2 separate regions of the Macaca mulatta genome follow, and region 1 is linked to region 2. A link is a contact called in public Hi-C data. All regions are on one chromosome and are shown on one strand. Each heading gives the region's core, a stretch centred on a gene start, on an enhancer-like site or on the middle of the called end of the contact. The rest is flanking DNA. Distances are from core to core; before and after follow the strand shown.

Evidence for each region. Hi-C and Micro-C count contacts between places; a contact is called where the count stands out from the background.
Region 1: a Hi-C map of cortical neurons shows a contact between it and region 2, with 3 times the contacts expected there. The contact joins the promoter of SERINC1 here to the promoter of HSF2 in region 2. A contact is called at or near these places in 4 of 14 Hi-C or Micro-C datasets (CD4 T cells, cortical neurons, fetal cortex germinal zone and 1 more).

What each region holds. Positions count from the first base shown.
Region 1 is chr4:27,486,489-27,490,171 of T2T-MMU8v2.0, reverse strand. It overlaps SERINC1 (serine incorporator 1), which reads left to right and starts at 1,732. Exons shown (of 10, transcript NM_001257550.1): 1 at 1,732-1,844. The coding sequence starts at 1,806. It also overlaps a transcript of PKIB not described here.
Region 2 is chr4:27,410,029-27,413,890 of T2T-MMU8v2.0, reverse strand. It overlaps HSF2 (heat shock transcription factor 2), which reads right to left and starts at 1,452. Exons shown (of 12, transcript XM_077999323.1): 1 at 1,274-1,452. The coding sequence starts at 1,366.

The DNA of each region.
Region 1 (3,683 bases), core at 483-2,982, 76 kb before region 2:
AGGTTAAATAAAAGTAAATTTTTTTTTAATGTATTTCAAGGCCAAGTGTTACATTCCAGAAAGATTAACAAGGACTTTTGTATTTAACTCTGGATATCTCAGGTGAAAAAACTCTATTGAATAGTGCAAGAACTTACGAATATCTCAGAAACCCTCTTGAACGTAGCAAGAGACAAGAACCTGCGCTAATTTAAATTTTAAAAGACCCATTCTCCATTTGTCTAATCAACATATTCAACCTTAAAGTTACTTGCATATAAGTCTTGTCTCCTTCTCTGATACTTTGAAAAGTTTAAGGACTTGAGATAATAGGATTCTTTTCTCCCATAAATAACATATTACTTTAAGTTTAGCATAATTAAAAATATTGTTAGGTTTGTAATTTCCATTTCCACAAATCTTTTTTTTTTTTTTTTTTTTTTTTTTTTTTTTTTTTTTGAGACAGAGTCTCACTCTGTGGCCCAGGCTGGAGGGCAGTGGACCAATCTCGGCTCACTGCAACCTCTGCCTCCCGGGTTCAAGCAATTGTCCTGCCTCGCCTCCTGAGTAGATGGGATCACACGCGCATGCCACCAGGCCCGGCTAATTTTTTGTAGTTTTAGTAGAGATGGGGTTTCACCATGCTGGCCAGGCTGGTCTTGAACTCCTGACCTTGTGACCCACCCACCTTGGCCTCCCAAAGTTCTGGGATTACAGGCATTTCCACAATTCTTTAAACCTTATGGATGCTCTATTATAATACTTTAAGAGTGGTCTACAAAACCACTGATAAGGCAAAGAAGAATAAGGCAAGATTGTCCCTTAGTGGTTACAATAATTAGGAGTAGGGATTCTGACATTCTTCCAGATTCTTAGGTGTTTACCCCACCTCGACCCATGCCATTTTTGTAGATTTTACATCACTTTCTTATTATTAGTTATAGGAATGACTATTTCAAGTTTGAGCTGTTTCCCAGAATATTTTCAAAAACCAATAACTCTAAAAAAACCTGGAACTTTTATAGGAATGCATTCCCTGCAGATGTGCATCATCACCTAATACGCAAGGGTTCCACATGCCTCAACAGCTCATGACATTCGAAACCAACGTATGAGTTTGATAATTAGTATGTCTTATCTAATTAAAAATATTTTTAATGTGCAAATTTTTTGTAACATCTTAACAGCACAAGAAATTAAAATATAAGTCAATAGCAAACAGAAATGATACAGAGAAACTGAAGCACATAGATGAATGATAAATATCCCAATAAAACTTGTTCCAGGCAGCGGGTTGCAGGAATACGTTGTGAACATAAGCGCAAAATAGGATGCAAAAGTGGGAAAAATAGGAAATAAGTGGAGTTAGGACGGACAAACACTAAGAAAGAGGAAGCAATCCCCTAAAAAGCAGAGAGGCTCCTCAGATGAAGGAGGGCAAAACGTCAACCACCACCTCAGCTCTGTTGTCTACTAATGCCCAAATTCAAGTTAATGGTAGGTAAAGGTTGGTTTTGCTCACACCGTTTTCTTAAGTTGGCAAACTACCGTCAGATCCACACTAGCCTTAAGTTCCCAGCCAGCAGTCCTTGGGAAATTTTCCAGGAAGGAGGACAGCCGGGCCATCTAGTGACGCGCACGCGCAATCTCAGCGCTGCCCGCTCCGTGTCTTATCCCACCCTGGCCTGGAAGGAAGTGACGCGAGGCTGAGGGGCGGGTTGAGCTCTGTGCCGGAAGTGTCTCGCAAATAGTAAATAATCTCGGAAAGGCGAGAAAGGCGCTGTCTCCATCTTGTCTGTATCCGCTGCTCTGGTGACGTTGTGGAGATGGGGAGCGTCCTGGGGCTGTGCTCCATGGCGAGCTGGGTAAGGTGCTTTTTGCGGCCTCTGGGTGCTAGTGGGAGAGACTAAAGAGAAGGCGACCCGAGCCGGGGTTGGGTGAGCCCGGCGGGAATGTGGTGCCCCACCCAACAGGGAGTGCCCTCTCTGTCCCCGTTTTCTTCTCGTCTCCTCTCGTCACTCAGAGTTCGCTTCAGAGCTTTGGGTCTTGCGAAGAACTGATCACTGGCCGTAAGGTGTAGTGGCGATGGGAAGATGACCCAAATTGAGGAAGAGAACTAGAATAGTACCCCTCCCCCACCCCTGCTTGGTGAGCGCTGTCTCCCATTCTTTCAGGCCCCTTTTCATGGTTTTGTTTGTATCTGCCTAAGCCATCTCTACAAAGGTCTTTGCTCCTTTCCTTCTGTGGGGTACCCACTCTGTTGTCTTCTCTTTCCCGGCGACCTCAGACTGCCGCACTGTCGTTCATGGATTCATGTCGCCCTCTTTGTTCTGTGGCGCAGATTATGATTAAAAAGTGCTTGTCGTCATTTGGGACCGCCTGGCAGTAATGTTAATTTAGTAATACTGTTTTTGAAACAAGTAGTCATAGCTCTGTCATGACTGTTTGAAGTGTCAATTTCAAATTTCAGCTTAAAATTGAAATTTCAGATGACACGCACATGTTTTGTGCCTAAAGACCAAATTGCCATTAGGCACAAGGCATGCGTGTGTCATCTGAAATTTCATGCTTAATTCGCTGTACATTACATTTTCATTAAAGGATTGTTAGAGTAAAACTATTTTCAGTATAGTGGCAAGACTTTGGTCCATGTGGCATAAATTTATTTCAGTTTATTTAAAATAATCTCTGCCCCCTCCAAAATAGTAGGCAAAACATTGGCAGTGCAGTTAATAAAAGATATTTGTAATTTTAGGCGAGGTATTTGGATTCAAATCACTTTTCTTTAGTCTGGAATTTCTTAATTCTGTTTCTAACAATTGCTTTTCTGACTTCCCAAATAATTCCGTTATATATACTCTTTTCAAAAAGGTTTTCATATGTCTTGAACTAAAAATGTTGAATTTTAATCAAATAATGATGTGGAGATTATTACTCCAGCCAGTCTGTTCTCTTGATTACATGATATTTCTTCTTGCACGGAAACCTGGAATATTTTCTCTTAAGATATTAGAGAGTTTATTGACTTTCATACAAAGGCATATTTAGTGTAATAAACAGTTTTGAAAGCTGGTAATTGATTATCATGTAAGATTGTTTTCATCGGTTTTTATTGGAAGATGTTACGCAGTTTAATTTGTAATGTCGTATCTTGCCCACTTATGAAGTAGGCATGCTGTAGTTTTTTTTGTATATAATAGAGATTTAAAAGATGAGATACATGTTTTCCGTTTTACAATATAGATCGCCACCTTTATTGATTAGAAGAATGTCCGTGATAAAATTGACACTACCTTTTAGTTTCTGTGTTAATAGCGAAGTAAATTAAAAAGGTAGCAGTGAGGCAGTTTTTTAGAGACGGGGGGTCTCAGTGTGTTGGCCGGGCTGAAGTGCAGGGGATAGTCGTAGTGAACTGCAGCTTGGAACTCCTGGGCTCAAGTCTTAGTACCTCAGCCTCCCAGGTAGCTGGGACTACAGGCAGGTGCTACTGTGCCCGGTTTGGAATTTATTTTATTGTTTGCAGTTTCAGTAATCTTTTTCCCTTTTCTTCTTGTGCCTCTGTCTCTATTCATTAATTGTTTGATTTTAGTGCAGGCCGATAGTCATTGAAGGGAACCATCTCTTCCACATTCTTAACAGTTAATGTGCTCATTTACTTAGAGGTTTTGATGAAATTAAAATTTATTCAACTTTTCCAAAGTAAC
Region 2 (3,862 bases), core at 203-2,702:
AAAAATTAAACCCTAGAAGGAAGTTAGAAAAAAGAACAAATAATAACACAAGGCAAACTATGCTATTACAGTAGTCAAAACTTCAGGGTCTTAATATGGTGCTCACTCCCTGTTAAGATAAAAGTAAATAAAACTGAGAGTTCCTATAATAGGAGGAGAACAGGAAAGAAAGGAGGACGGGAGATAACATTTACTCAGCACTTAACAGGTGCCAGGCACTATGCAGGTAGTTTTCACTTACTCTTCTCAAGAACTACACACATGAAAATATGCCTCAATAGGTGATCATCTACAATAAGGGTTAACCACTTCCCTTCATAAAATGATTCCAACAGCCTAGGATTGTATTCTAATGTAAAGGTAGTGTGGATGTAAATAATCATTCTGCCTAGAATCTTGTATTTGGAACTGAAAGAGGTCTTGGGTCACCTAGGCAACCCATCCATCTTACGGATTTAACTTAGGCCAGACAAGAAAAGGGGCTGGACTAAGGTCATCCTTGTTTACAAGCAGAGTTGAGATCAGACCAATAATCAACACATCGATATGCCCCTCTGCTGGTAACAGTTCAGTGAAATTTAGTAACTACTAAGTTACTGACGACCTATTAGTACTTTATTAAAACAATCCTAATAATCCGACTATACAAATAGCACAGAATCTCGAAAGAATGTGTTAATTTCTATATATTTTTAAAACCAACTGATAAGCAGTAATCTGCGTTTGAATATATGTCTATTTCCCTGACTGCTCTCCACATAAAGATCCCAGATGCAAAGCAGTGTTGGGGGAACGGGGAGGGGGTGATCGGTCGCTGAGGTAAAGATCGCCTCCTGTAAAGCCCCAGGTCGATGATCCTGGCCCTGGACTCCCCGTCCCCTCCGCGATTTGTAACCCCTGAGCCGGGCGGGAGGACAGAGGATGAGTGTGCAGTAAAGAGGCTCCCGCGCCCTCGGCTCGCCGATTCCCCTCGCGACGCCGGGCCGGTTCCGAACGCGGACCAGACCGTTAAGGGGCTGCCAGGGCCGCTACGCCCCGCGCGGGCCGCCCCTCCCCCACCGCGGCCTGAGGCGAGCGGCGCTGCCGGCCGGGCCCCCGCGGCTCCCCTAGCGAACAATACAGGGGGTCCCCCGCGAGGCCGAACACCAAGGCCCCGCACCGCGGGCCTCGCAGGCAGCGTCGAGCCGCAAGGCCGCGAGAGACCACCCCGCGGGAGAGCGAGTGAGGACGCGGTTATTCAGGGGGTGCAGAGGCCGCCGTGGCCTGACCGTACCTGGCTCCAGGTGATGAACTCGTTAGTGTGGGTTTCCTCCACAAGCGTCCACAGCTTGCTGAGGAAAGCCGGCACGTTCGAACTCTGCTTCATTGTTAACGCGGCGCAGGGATTCCAAATTCTAGACCCGAACGCGGTGGTAGCGGCGGCAGCAGCTCAGGCAGCAGCTCCCCGAGAACGCCCACAACGCAGGCGCAGCAGATCTTGGTCCCCGCCCCCCAACCCCGCCAGGCGCGCGGCGAGGCAGAGAGGCCGGGCGGCCGCACGTGACGGACAAGTCCCCTCGCTCCGCCTGTGCGCGCAGTGGTTCCGCGCCGGTCCCGTCCCTGGCCAATCCCAGGGGCCGACCACACGATGGAGAAAAGCGATTGGCTGCTGCTGACATGAAGGGGGTGGGAGCAGAAGGGGGTGGGAGCAGAAGGGGGCGCTGCCTTCTCATTTGCCTTTTATACAGAAGCTTTGATGGTAGCGGATCTTCGGCTTGGGAGACCGTGTTTGGACGTTTCACGTGGAAACAGCTTATGGTTTCTGGGCTGTGGCTGGGAGGCTACAAAAAGCCCTTCGGGGCCTTTGAGTCATAAGTTTGGCAGACAAAGTGTGGTTTGCACCAGTTTAGAGAAGATCCATTCGCAGAAGGAAAAAACCAGCTCTCAAGCGTGATGTGCTAGGCCCCGAATTGAAATTGTCTTAAAAATAATGAACCTTGTTCTTACATTATCATTGGGAGAAAAAGCCCTCTTTAAAATATGTTTATCAAAAAGAGCAGTTTAAATAACTCACTGTCTATTACTTAAAACTGTAAACCAGGAACTGCAATTGATGTATCATGTGCTGTTTTTAATCCAGTCATCAAGTGCATACTCTACACCCAGAATAAAAAGAAATAGACTGTTTATACTATTTTAGTTAATTAAAATAGTTGTTCCTGCGTATACTTTACAGATACATTCTTTTTAGCCTGAGAGATTGGTATAATGAAAAAAAAAATGGAGAAGGAGTCAGTAGATCTGAGTTTAGATAAAGCCTCTTGAACGTTTTTCTGTATATTAAAATACACTGGTACTGTCACTTAGAGCAATTCCTTAGCCACCAGTGCCACTTTTTCCCATTTCTTGATTGGGAATAAGATCTTTTTACCCATTAAGAGTGTCTTTAATGCTATAATGGCTGTGCAAATGCTTTGAAAATATGAAGTCTACAAAATTCGACTTTTTTTTTTTTTTTTTTTTTTTTTACAGAGGTCAGCATGTGAAGGTAAAAACAAACAAGTCAGAGCCAACACATTATACAAAAATTCAACATAGGATTGGTTTACTTCTTGGGTAAATGTAAAATAGTACATTAAAAATACATATATAGAGAGAGTATCTTCCAATGAGCAAATATTTATTGAATGCTGCCTTTGTGTTCAGCACTGGGATGTTGGCTGAAGCAAAATCAGATATATGGAGGCATACATGTGATAGAGGAACTAGTATTTGATGAGCCCTTATATATGCCAAGGGCTTTACATATATTATTGAATCCTCACAACAATCCAATGAATTAGGTTTTATTATCCCTTTTTCCCAGTGAAGATTCTGAGACTCAAAAGTTGATTAATGTCCCCAGTCACAGCAAGTAAATGGGAGAGAGACTTTACACCCAAGCTTTATTGAGCTCAAAAGTATGTGCCCTTTCCATTGTACAATGATGACACTGTTTCAAAGCTCAAGATGCTTATATTCAAACTCGAGAAACAACATGACCACAGTGATCAGCACTCATTAATATATACAAAAAGAGCTAAATATTTGGTATAAAATAAGTACTAGGTGAGTTTAAAAAGACAGACTAGTAGGTTAAGGTGATAAGGAAAGATTTCATGGAGGATAGGGACCTTAAGTTGGATCTTGAGGTACAAATATATTTGAATAGCTAAAAGGAAGATACCAGAATAAGCAAAAACCAGGAAGCTAATGATCATGTCTGTCTACGGAGGGCAACAGGTCAGAGGTAAGATTGGCAGTGTCTAAGGAGGAAATGTGGCCTACTTTCATGGCATTATATTATTTTCTTCTAAAAAAAATAAAGTGTGGTTAGGTAGAAGTGGAAACTTGTCTTTGGACATTCAAAGGCTGGGCATTCATAGGGCTGGGCTTAGTGGGGTGCCATACTTGGTTTAATGCTCTGCTCTCATCCTCTTGAAATTCTCAATTTTTGAACAAGGGACTCTGCATTTTCATTTTGCAATGGACCTTACAAAATATGTAGCTGATTCTGTTTCCAGTGTATGGCATCTTATAGACCGTACATTTGAAACAAGTGGTTCTTAAACTTAAGCATGTGTCTGAATCACTTGGAGAGGGGAGCCTTCCAGTAAGCAGATGAGCAATATCAGTTCTCAGGTAGTATTTGTAATACTTATAAGGGCAGCGACAAGGATAAGTTATTAACCAGGTAAGAAAACCTTGGTACCAGGAAATTAGATGATGTATCCAAAATCATCTAGCTAAAGTTGGAATTGAAACCAGGTCTTTCGTAGTCTGAAACATGCTTTTTAAATTTACACCAATGTGCCTCAAACTTCAGCGCAGAATCACCTGTATG